4 separate regions of the Mus musculus genome follow, and regions 1, 2 and 4 are each linked to region 3. A link is a contact called in public HiChIP or PLAC-seq and promoter capture Hi-C data. All regions are on one chromosome and are shown on one strand. The core of a region is the stretch at or near the end of the contact, and the rest is flanking DNA. Distances in the headings are between cores, read along the strand shown. Region 1 holds the start of Swi5 (SWI5 recombination repair homolog (yeast)). Region 2 holds the start of Pomt1 (protein-O-mannosyltransferase 1). Region 3 holds the start of Ptpa (protein phosphatase 2 protein activator). Region 4 holds the start of Uck1 (uridine-cytidine kinase 1).

Region 1 (3,033 bases), core at 214-2,713, 1.9 Mb before region 3:
CTGCCCAGCTAATGCCATTGCAGGATCCAAGCCAGAGCCTCATACATGGTAGGCCACCACTCTTGCAAACTACGCTGAGTACTGAACAGGCCCTTGTATATACTAAACAAACACCCTAACAACTCAGCTCCACTCCTAACTCCACTGGGGCCGTTTTAGCAACACATACTAAAGGTACACCGCAGTACTTCCTAAACCTGCTTCCTAAGTTTACAACATGACAGAAGGGCAGAAACCGTGAAGCCACGGCTTTAGTGAACATGGGAACAGAAAGGGCACAGCCCTTGTCATCGCAGAGAGAAGTCTCTACAAATCTATGAAAATGCCAAACCAGACTTTTATGGTTTTTTTCTCTCAAAAGAAGCATGGGAAAGTGATGTTTCCCGTGAGATGCCTCACCCGCATCCCGTGCTTCTCACCACCCCAGTTGGAAAAGACATTCTGGCTGAATTTTAAGTTAAGTTCAGTTCCCCAAGACACTGATCAACACTATAACATGCGTTTTGCTCCAGAGAGATTACAGTCTCTCTAGAGAGCAGACAACCAAATCCAAACCAAACCAATCCATGTCAGCAAGGGGTGCTGACAGTGTTGTGCTCACACTAATGCTAAGTTAAGGGAATGCGGGCGCCTACAGCGTCTCCGCACTAGATTCCACACTTGGGCTCCCTTCCAGGTGGAAATGGGTTCTCCACCAGAGAAACGGGAAAAGGGGCAACAACATTAGGTGAGCAGGTGGAGCAATCCAAACCAGACTCGGAGTAGTAATGACAGTTTCGAGGGGGGACTGTGACGTAACTACATTCCACTCCATACTACCAACGCCCGAGTCGCCTACAGGGCCAGGACCGAGGACCTTGGAGACAGGTGCCCTGGGAGGTCTGGATTGGAGCGTCCGGAGCCGGGGGCTAAGAGACCCTGTGTCACTGACCAAAGTCACCTAGGGGCGACTGAGAGGGCGGGGGCTGGGTTGCTGAGGGGGCGGGGCTGGCTGAGAAGACTTCACTGGGGGAGCCCAGGGCGCTGAGGGGTTCTTCTACCCGTGTGTCTCGGGAAAGACTCGGACTCTGGTCATGGGTCCTGCCGTTGGAGGAGCTCGGGTGGGGTCAAGGGGCCGCGACCCGGAGCGCTTTACCTTTTTCTTGGCCGCAGCCAATTTGCTCTGCCTGGTTTCTTCCGACATCCCGGGGCGGGGAGGGGGGAAGCGGGGGGGCCACATCACCACGATCCCGGCAGCCACCGCGAAACTGCTTCCGGAAGCTACGGCTTCTCTACAAGGGCCAGAGAAGGCGGGTGCAGAGCGCCCCTTGGACGCTCGGAAACCCAGCGTGACCTACCTTCTCCAAGCCCATTGGCTGATGAGAACGATGAACGACAGGGAGGCGTGGCCACGCGGTCGCGAGGCCTGAGCGACGGGTGGAGTTAACGACGAGAGCTGCGCGCGCAGCCATGACCCCTCACAGCGGCCTATGGGAAGCAGGGGCGGAACCGCTTTAACTTGGTGCGTGCGCAGCCTGACGTGGGGCGGTTGGTGGTCTCCGTCGTCGGTTTCTAGTTCCCTGAAGCAGCCGTTTAACCCCAACCCTGGACCCTTCCGAGTTTAAGCCCACCCCACTCCGGGTGCCCCGGACCTTAGGGTTCAGGAGGTGGGTGAGGAGCGCGCCGCGCTTCGTTTTCCAGCCCTTGCCCGACCCCTCACGCCTCCTCACCAGGCCTCTCCGTAACCCGTTCTCCACACTTTCCCCTTCCCACGATGCGCACCCCGACCCCAAAGACCCCCACCCCATCCCAGTAGCTGGGTCCCGACCCAACCTCTTGCAGCTGCGGCTCCCGCGCCCCCTCGGTAACCCCATCCTCATCAGCCTTTTTCTCGGGTTCCTCCCCAGGGGTGAGTCAGAATTCAGCCGACTTTACCATGGCGGCTACCGATCACCGGTGAGTATATCAGCCCCACCCCTCTGCATCCCAGCACCCGCCGGTCGCCTCCAAGCTTAGCCCTTTCCTAATTCCACTCCTTCTCTTTCCTTTCTCAGACATGGGTTCCTCCCCTCCCAGTCCTACCTGCCCGATGCCTACGCTTCTCCAACCGCTCTTGCTCGTTGCTTTGTCCCCTCACCCAGCCTGCCACCAGTCCCTGCATGGTTCCCCAGTCAAGAAATATGTGCATCTTTATGCTGACCACTCCCAATGCCACCCCCAAAACTCAAAGTTATTCATTTCTCATCCTCAAAAGATGAATTTTTAAAGTACTCTTTTAGATGATTCGCTTCTTTTTAGTAATTTCTTTTTTTTTTATACCCCTTCCCTTTGAGACAGTTGTCAATACCAAAGATTAGAGGAGAAAGACCCAAATCATAGTGGCCAACTCAAAGCAAACAGTTGGTTAAAGCAAACATTTTAATTCGTGTAAACGGGTCCCTAAGGCGGAGCTCGAAAAGTCAGCCTCGGATTGAGGACGACAAGGCTTTTTAGAGTTCAGGGGTAGGGGGTTTCTAAATGGGGACTTGGTGGGGTTACAGAGGCAGAACATAAGCATACCCGTTAGTCCAAATGACCTCCTCAAAGACATGATTGCAAGATGGGCAGAACAAGGTCTTCCTTTTGAAACAAAGGTGGGGTTGCAAGATGGTTATAAACAACTTTTTGGAACAAAGACAAGACTGCCATCCCTGTAACAGGCCATGCAGAACCATTTGAAGTTAAGGTTTTAGGTGGGGCATAGCCCAATTCCTTGAGAAGCAGGTTTAATCATAAAGAGGATTGAGTGTATTTTGTACTTAATAAGATGGCTTTTAAGCCTCAGATGGAGGCAGGCTGGTCCCAGACTCAGGCTGTATTCAAGGATGCCCTTTTGTGGTCCCACACTAGTTTAATACTCTTCATCCTCCTGCCTTAGCAACTCAAAATGCTAGAGAGCCAGGATAAATTATGGGGACTCGGAGAAAAAAGAGCACAGTAAGCAAAGCAATGCCGGTGCAGGCGTTTATCCCAGCACTCGGGAGGCAGACGGGCATCTCTTCCAGCCTGCAGTAC
Region 2 (2,745 bases), core at 90-2,589, 1.8 Mb before region 3:
AAGTAGGAAGTTTTCCTCTGAGCCTGCTTGCCCTCGCCTTGCTAGCAAGACCATTCCTTCCTTGGCACTAGAGCCCACTTCTTTGGGAAGCCAGAGTATACTGAAGACCAGCTGAGACACCCAGCCATGTGGACTGAGCAGAAAACTACTGGAGTCCTGGACTTTTCCATTCACAGTCAGCGATTGTTGGATTAGCTGGACTGCAGCCAGTAAGTCGTCATTCCAATAAATCATATGTATATATGTATACTATATTATATTTATTTACATATACACACATGCAAACATAGTGTTCTTCTTAAGTTGTTACTCTAGAGAACCCTGAGCAATACACTGCTAAAACATCCATCACCAAGAGATCCAAGAAACCCAGAATGTCTCTCTTTTGCACTGTACGGCAAGGTGATTCCTGTCACTAATTACAATGACTCTTGGATCATTGACTCTCCTCCCCGATCTCTACTTACACCACAGCCCGAGGGTAGGAGAGTTGCCATAGTCGGGTAAGTAGTCCCAGGCCAGTCAGAGCTACCAAGTTCAAATTGATGTCAACAGTCACCACTAGAGGCCGTTTCAAAAATCTTAACATTTTGCAGAAAAGCCAGCTCGGGAGGACTCCCTGGAAAAGAGGGAAAGAACTACCATTAAAGTAAACGGACAGCAGCCCGGGAAGGCACAAACGAGGCCACAGGGTCCTAAAGCCGCCTGGCGTCACGATGAATTTACAGCATAGCGGGTTGGGTTAATAGAACCAGAAGGACTCTTCCAGAACATACCTGTTGGAGAATTACAGTTGTGTTCAAGCACAGGGTATACATAAAAACATCTGAGGGGTGAATTCAGGAATCTCAGAACTGGATACTCATTTCTACAAGTCATTCCAAAAACACCTGCTGGGCACTTGCTAGGAACAAGGCTGCTAATGAATGAAGTGGCCTCTCCTGTCCCTTCCCAATGTGGTTGAAAACTAAGACCCTGAGGAGCTCTGGGCACTGTCATAGCCCAGTGACCTGGATGGACTTTTCCCTCTTCTGGAGGCATTCCTCTCCTCCTAGAGTTGCTTGTGCCCCGAGCCCGTTCTTTCTCTACAGTTCTTCCCACTCTGGCTTTTACAAGAGGCCGCCCTGGAAACGACTTGCTCAGCCAGGATCCGAACATCCACCGTCCCTAGCGCGCCGCCCCTAAGCCGGATCCCAGACCCCAGGAGGGCTCTCAAATCTGGCACTCCAAAACCTACGAGCGTTTCTTCGAGTCCCGTAGAGTGGCTCCCCATGTGGAGCCAGGCCTGCGAACCGCCAGGCAGGATCGACCGTTGGGGGCGAGGCCGCTCGATTACTCTGCAGCGGCCACGGATCGACGCTCAACTAGTTGTGTCTACGCGGCCGACAGACTCTGAGACGCGCGTGCGCAGCCGGAGCGCGAGGTAGTGGCGCGCATGCGCGGCGTGCTCACCGGCCATCAAAGTTGGGCATACTGACTGTCCTATCCTTAGGGCTCCCTTTCCCCTTTTTAATAAAGCACAGTGTGTTTCCACAAGCTGTTCACGTGCTCGGAGCTCTCCGTTTCGGGCCTCGCGTCTACTTTAGCGGTTTCGTTAAGCAGCGCGTTAGCTTACGGGCAGGAGTAAGAGCTTTGAAGCCTCGGGTGCGTTGTACCTCCTGGAGCTGTGTGAGTGGTGGATCGCTTTTTCTCAACTCTTCCCACACTGGAATGCCTACAAGCTGTCTGTCCCTCCTCCTCCCCAAGGTCTCAGGCTCGCTATGTAGAGGATGATGGCTTTGAACTACTGCCTTTGCTTCCCCAGCGCAGGTATTACAATCATGCCTTTTTAGGTGGGTGGGTATTACAATCACGCTCAGATGGCAAGCCAAGCCCGAACCGACTCCAGATGTTTTGCCAAAATTCAGTTTTTACAAGTTAGCTTAGCATTGGGTGACATCCGGTTTAAGATTGTAGCAATGGGGCTGGGCGATCGCTCAGTGGTTAGGAGCACTGGATGCTCTTAAAGAGGTCCTTAGGGATTTTCTTCTTCTTCTTCTTCTTTTTTTTTTTCGAGACAGGGTTTCTCTGTATAGCCCTGGCTGTCCTGGAACTCACGCTGTAGAGCAGGCGGATTTCTGAGTTCGAGGCCAGCCTGGTCTACAGATATACAGAGAAACCCTGTCTCGAAAACAAAACAAACAAAAACAAAAAAAGAGGTCCTTGATTCCATTTCCAGCATCCACATGACAGCTCAGAATCATCTGGAACCGCAATTCCAGAGAATCTGGCACCAGGCAGTCAAGTTACCACAGATACATATAAAATACATTAGTCAAGAGTGCACGGAATTGTTTGTTCATCGTTTAAGCATAGTCTACCCAAGTTCCTGCAAAGAAAGGGCGCCAGAAGATTGGAGAGCGAGCTCTTTGGGTTCCAAGTTTAGTCTGATCATGTAAGTCATGCTGGTGCTTCAGGACAGCTCGTGGGCACTCAGCTTCAGGAGGAAATTGTGTTGCTTGCTGGAAACCTGAGGTATGTATGTGGCTTTAAAAGCTAGTGGATGCTACTACCCAGACCCTTGCCTGTTCTGTAGCAAGAGGCTTATGCCTGGGGGACTGGGATTTCTCATGCACTGCCTTTGGCACTTTGTTTTTTTTTTTGTAATGCTGGCTGGCCTACAACTGTATGCTCACCAGTGACTTCTGAATCCACACCACCCTTCACTAGTGTTAACAAATGACATTTGATAAATAAAATGTCCCG
Region 3 (2,848 bases), core at 240-2,739:
GCCTGCCTGATAGCTACTCTTTTTTTTTTTTTTTTTGTGGAGACAGGGTTTCTCTGTATAGCCCTGGCTGTCCTGGAACTCACTCTGTAGACCAGGCTGGCCTCAAACTCAGAAATCCACCTGCCTCTGCCTCCCGAGTGCTAGCTACTATCTATGTCTTGATGTCAACACTAAAGTCGATTAAGACACATCCATAAGGCCAGGCAGTGGTGGCGCACTCCCAGCACATGGGAGGCAGAGGCAGGTGGATTTCTGAGTTCGAGGCCAGCCTGGTCTACAGAGTGAGTTCCAGGACAGCCAGAGCTTCACAGAGAAACCCTGTCTCGAAAAACAAAAACAAAACAAACAAAAACGACACATTCATAGAGATTTTGTATAACTTAAAATAAATGTCTGGTTTTGAATTCCACGTGTTCATATATTTAGGGGGGGGGCGCCACAAAAATGGTGCTTCTTTTGATTTTCAAATTTTCTTCCTCCTGAGACTTTCTTTGGGACCACAAAAAAGGAAGTGTGGTGGAAGGTACATCAAACACTATCAAAGTACGAGCTGAGTTTAGCCAACCTAGCCACTCTGTAAGAATTTTCCAGTCCTTCTTAACTACACGGAGTCAGCAAACTGCTTTCTCCTCCTCCAGGAAAGGGGGTCTCTACTGGAGCATCTGGCCTCTGTCTCTGCCCTAGTTACTTGAGATGGACCACAACGAGGCCACAGTGTAAATAAAAGTTACAGACGACGATGCCACCAACCCTCTCATTTTGTACAAACAGCCTCTTAAAATTAGTGGTTTAGACACCGTGGGCAGTTTCTCTCAATTAACTCTGCAGATACTGAAACCCCCAGAGCCAAGCCTGCAGGACGGAAGGAGGGACGGAGGGAGGGAAGACATGCAGGGTGGGCAGGACATGCATGAAGGAGCCTGGCGTCCGAGCGAGGCCCAGGTCCACCCGAGCGGAGTCTCATAAAGAACGCAGCCTCCTGGATCCCTCTCGCCCCGACCCCAGGCAACTCTGCCCCCAGGTCCAGAGCCTTTCCCCTGACCGCGCTCTGCCCGCCCGCCCTGGCCGGGTCGCCCTCACCGCCACCCGCCTGCAGCCCAGGCCGTCAGCCCTGCCTCCTCCGTCCCCAGAGCTCCTCAGACTCGGGAGACCCCCCGAGCCACACCCCTTTCCCACCCGCACGCCCGGGCCCTCCAACCGCCCTACCTGGCGGCGGCTGCCGCTCGCCCTCGGCCATCTTCTCCGTGAGGAGCCGGAGCGGATGCTCGCCGGTCCCTCTCAATGTTCACCCCGCAGCTCTCCCCGGCTCCGCCAAGCTTCCAGCAGGGAAATGAGCGCTGACTGGCTAGGACCGGAAGCCGAGAATTACAGTCACTCGCGCGAAGGCGGCAGCCATGCCGGTGCGAGGCACTCAGGGAGCATGCCCACCAACGGCCGTCTCGCGGCGGCCGCGCCGACCGAGGCAGCGGCCATCTTGGTGCGGGGCGCCGAGGAGCATGCGCACTAACGGCTGCCGCCTGCAAGCCAACTGCGGCGCTGGCAGCCATGTTTGTGCGGGGCGTCGGGTTCTGTTTGCTTGTTTGTTTGTTTGTTTGTTTGTTTTGGTGAGGGGTGATGGAGGGAATAGGTATGGCAGCAGTATTCTTGCGGAGCAAGGCCACCTGTCATCTTCTTTGTGCATGCCTCCACCCAAGCAATCTGAGACAGTCCCCAGTCAACAGTTGTGTTCTCCTGCCATTCCTAGAGTGACGTTCAAGGACACCAGTCAGACTTGAACGCACGTGACCGCCTCGACAGCTAAGGTGGCTTTCGGAGGCGGAGAGCACGAGCGGGACAGCGCCTACCGTTGTGACCCCGTGACGGGAGCCCAGCGCCGGGCTGCTAACAGCTGAGCTAGAGGTCCGTCTCCGCAAGCCCCGCCCTCTGCGGCCACTCCCCGGCTTGGGCCCACCCCGAGATCGGGGCGAGCGGCCGGGGACTGCGAGCCACCAAAGCTCCGCCCCGTGAGTCCTGCCCCACCGGCAGCCCGCCGGGCCCGGTGGCCGCGGGGCCGCCTCTACTGGCTAGCGGCAGTGACTCGGCGACCTTGAACCTAGAACCGGAGCCGCGAACCCACTGACCCCAGCACCCCAGCAGTGGCGCAGTCTTTACCCAGCGCGAGGGGCGGAGCGGACCAAGTGTCCGCAAACAGACTGGGACGATGTTAGCCTTTGCTGCCAGAACCGTGGTGAGTTCGCCCAGCAGGGCCATGGACGGGACAAGACGGGCGGGCCTCCAGCAACGGTCAAGAAAACCCCAGACCGGCTGGTAGGGTGCGATCTGCAAGGTGGATAAAGGAGACCAGGTAAGGGGTGGGTTCGATCCCAGAAGAAGACTGAGAAACCTAGGTTCAAGTCTTTTGTACCTTTCCACTCCACTCCTCCCTAATGCTCCCAGTTATTCGGACTCAGACACCTGTCGGGGCTACTGGTTAGAGAGCTCAGCCCTAGGCTATGCTTCTGCCCGACTAGAGCCACTTCTCCAAGCCTACCCAGTCTCCTTGAGTTCATCAGATGCCCACCCTCCCCATTGCATATTGCTAAGAGAACCTCAGGTGGAGACTAGTACTGAAAATCCCCCAAACAGGCAGGAGGAGGCAGGAGGTGGCAGGCTGCCCCTCACCATCCTTATCTAAAGCAGCTATCCTAATGGTGAGCTCCTGTCCTCTCTGATTCAGGCTGTCTATCCAGCTGTGAACTGGACTGCCCTGTCAGACACTGGGTTGGCAGCTAAGACTGAGATTCTACTAAGAGTCCTGGCAGCACCTGAGACCCTCCTCCAAGTCGTCCCGCCTTCCGTCACCCTCTGG
Region 4 (2,776 bases), core at 172-2,671, 1.8 Mb before region 3:
CGAGCAATCCTTTTCTCTCAGTCTTTCCTTCCAGGCTCCCACTCTGGCCCAGGCCATCTAGAGACTTATGATAGAAAAGTCTGGTACAAATTAAAACAGGCCTGGATGAGGCTGGGTCTTTCAGGAGCTCTGGCCACTCCATGGTTGTCTTAAGGCCTCAACCAAGTGCTTCAAGTCTGTGCTGACATAAAAGCAGTTGGGCTGGTGGACTGGCAGCACCTCTGCTCGAGGCAGGCAGCAAGACTGGAGAGTCCAGCAGCGTCCAGGTAAGTGCTCCACCCCATTTCTCAACCCCCTAAGTATTCATAGCAAATGAACGTCAGGAGCAATCAATGCTCACAGGAAGAATTGAAGACCAGGCATGATGGCGCACGCCTTTATTCTTAGTACTCAGGAGGCAGAAGCAGGAGGTCTCTCACTGTGAGTTCAGAGCCATTCGTATCTCCTTTGCAAGTTCTAGGCCAGCTTGGGCTACGCAATGAGACATTTGTCATAAAGAAAGCAAAACAACAACAACAACAACAACAGAATTTAAAAGCCAGGTTGTTGGAGTTGGAGTGAGAGTTGGAGTGACTGCTCTTCCAGAAGCCTAGTTTCAATTCCCAGTACCTACTGGTAGCTTTTAACTGTTAGAAAGTTCACTACCAGAGGGAACCGACTCCCTCTTCTGGTCGCTGTGGGAACTCCAAGCATGTGGTACAAAAACACGGGCACGTAAAACAGCCATACATATAAAGTAAAGTGGAAAAAAAAAAAAGTGTACTGCTCTTGCATAGGACCAGAGTTCAGTTCCCAGCATTTAAAATGGGCAGCTCACAACTGCCTGTAACTACAGCCTTATGGGGATCTGACACTCCCCAGGCACTTCAGTCATGTGCACAGACCCATAACACACACACAAGCACATATAAATAAAATTATTATAAATATTTCCTTTTTTTAAAAAGCCAGGCATGGTGGTACATGCTTGTTACTCCCACCCTCAGAAGGCTGAGGCAGGAGAATGTTTGGGGCCAGCCTGGGCTTCAGAGTACCAGACAGCAAGGGCTATGCGGTAAGAATCTGTCTAAAAATCAAGAGATTTTAACAGATTCATAGATACTTAAATAATGCGCCAGGGAGAGGGAGGTCTTCCTAAGTGTCTCAGGATGACACGTTCTCACGTGGCAGGAGGCACTGATGGGGTTAAGCATAAGGCAGGGACGGTCCTAACCCTGTGGGTGACAGGATCTCGGCTGTGCTAGGGAAATAGGGGTCAGTGGGCTGGAGACCTTGGTCTAGTCCAGCACTTGAGTGTGCGTCTCGTCGGGAGGTGGAGCCCCATCCAGGCCCCGCCTCCAGGTAAAGGGGTCATTCTGGAGTCACTGAGGCTCTTCAGGGACACGGCCTTGAGTGCCGCGCCTCATGCGCGCATGCGCTCATGTCCCCGGAAGCGATGCGCACAGCATCCGTCACTACGTCCAGGCGGGAGCGGGCAGAGTCGGTGAATGTATGTCCGTCGCTCCGGATATGGCTTCGGCGGGAGGCGGCGGCTCGGAGAGCGCCGCGCCCGAGGCCGATCGTCCCCAGCCGCGGCCGTTCCTCATCGGCGTGAGCGGCGGCACCGCTAGTGGCAAGGTGAGCGCCCTGCGCCTGGGCCTCGCGGAGGGATTGCCAGGCCGCTGGTTGGGGCGCCATTGCCTCTGGCCCAACCGCGGCACCTGTTGCTAGCAGCTAAGGGGGTCGTCCCCAGGGGCTGGCGGGTCACTCAGTGCACAAGCTCACTTTTGGCACCTTCTGTCCCCAGTCAACAGTGTGTGAGAAGATCATGGAGCTGCTGGGACAGAACGAAGTGGACCGCCGGCAGCGCAAGTTGGTCATCCTGAGCCAGGACTGCTTCTACAAGGTTCTGACGGCCGAGCAGAAGGCCAAGGCTTTGAAGGGACAGTACAATTTTGACCACCCAGGTACCTGGAGAATGTCTGCCTGGAGAGCTGGGGGTAGAGGATAAACTGCTGTGAGATATGGGCTCTACAGAGATTGCAGACTGCCAGACAGATACAGAGATGTGTATGGATGCAGACTGCTGGACCAGGGCTGTAGGAGATGTTTGTTGGATGCAGACTGCCACCGAGGCTGTCCAGGGATGTGTACATAGGATGCAAAGTGCCAGACTGAGGCTGTCCAGAGAGAACTGCTGGACACCAACTGCCAAGGGGGGCGGGGATTGAATGCAGCAGCAATGGGGCTCCGTGAAACATTACCCTCATTTCCCTTGGTAGTGGGCCCACAGAAAGGTAGGGTTTGCTGAATTCCATGAGCCTGGAGTGACTCAAGATTTTTGCTAGAGCCACTTAGGAAGGAGGAGCCAGGAGATGTTGAGGATCGCTTCTTGATGTGTTGAAATCTCTGCCTGGCACCTTGTTGCTGAGGAGCCCTTTGTACACCCTACCTACCGCCTGCCTGACCTTTGGATTCCCCAAGCTGTCTCGGGGCAGTCAGTCTTCAGGGAGGCCAGTTGTAGAAACAGAGGTTAATCTGGGGCTCAGGCCTTGGAGCTTCCTGGCCTGGTAGGGGCCTGTGTTCCTGAAGGTTTAAGCTTTCCTAGGGACTCCTGAAGGTCAGAGAATAGGACTCTTAACTTTGTTTTGCCAGATACAGAGGAGCAGAGGCTCAAATGATCTCTTTCCCCCAGTGTCAGCCAATCAGAAAGTCTTTGTTCCAGTTTCTGGTGGGACAACCTTACCCTTCATCCTGGGGTGTGCTGTGGGGTCCTCAGCACCCCTGGCTCCCAGCT

What was found. Promoter capture Hi-C pulls out the DNA fragments that hold promoters and counts their contacts. HiChIP or PLAC-seq counts read pairs in DNA pulled down with a chosen protein or histone mark.
Region 1: a contact with region 3 is called in a promoter capture Hi-C map of pre-B cells, with 4 times the contacts expected there. The contact joins the promoter of Swi5 here to the promoter of Ptpa in region 3. A contact is called at or near these places in 2 of 39 promoter capture datasets (liver and pre-B cells), 2 of 115 datasets of contacts at active chromatin or transcription factors (embryonic forebrain and forebrain) and 1 of 9 other capture datasets (adipose tissue).
Region 2: a FOXA1 HiChIP or PLAC-seq map of pancreatic cancer cells shows a contact between it and region 3. The contact joins the promoter of Pomt1 here to the promoter of Ptpa in region 3. A contact is called at or near these places in 1 of 39 promoter capture datasets (hippocampal neurons), 2 of 115 datasets of contacts at active chromatin or transcription factors (forebrain and pancreatic cancer cells) and 2 of 9 other capture datasets (adipose tissue and liver).
Region 4: a promoter capture Hi-C map of liver shows a contact between it and region 3, with 4 times the contacts expected there. The contact joins the promoter of Uck1 here to the promoter of Ptpa in region 3. A contact is called at or near these places in 3 of 39 promoter capture datasets (hippocampal neurons and liver) and 2 of 115 datasets of contacts at active chromatin or transcription factors (astrocytes and forebrain).

What each region holds. Positions count from the first base shown.
Region 1 is chr2:32,286,499-32,289,531 of GRCm38.p6, reverse strand. Swi5 (SWI5 recombination repair homolog (yeast)) reads left to right here and starts at 1,463. Exons shown (of 5, transcript NM_175190.5): 1 at 1,463-1,646; 2 at 1,887-1,935. Golga2 (golgi autoantigen, golgin subfamily a, 2) reads right to left here and starts at 1,206. Exons shown (of 26, transcript NM_001080968.2): 1 at 1,136-1,206. The coding sequence starts at 1,183.
Region 2 is chr2:32,235,234-32,237,978 of GRCm38.p6, reverse strand. Pomt1 (protein-O-mannosyltransferase 1) reads right to left here and starts at 1,339. Exons shown (of 20, transcript NM_145145.2): 1 at 1,238-1,339; 2 at 468-619. The coding sequence starts at 1,273.
Region 3 is chr2:30,414,691-30,417,538 of GRCm38.p6, reverse strand. Ptpa (protein phosphatase 2 protein activator) reads right to left here and starts at 1,489. Exons shown (of 10, transcript NM_138748.5): 1 at 1,207-1,489. The coding sequence starts at 1,237. Crat (carnitine acetyltransferase) reads left to right here and starts at 1,791. Exons shown (of 14, transcript NM_007760.3): 1 at 1,791-2,227. The coding sequence starts at 2,201.
Region 4 is chr2:32,258,750-32,261,525 of GRCm38.p6, reverse strand. Uck1 (uridine-cytidine kinase 1) reads left to right here and starts at 1,421. Exons shown (of 7, transcript NM_011675.2): 1 at 1,421-1,617; 2 at 1,787-1,946. The coding sequence starts at 1,492.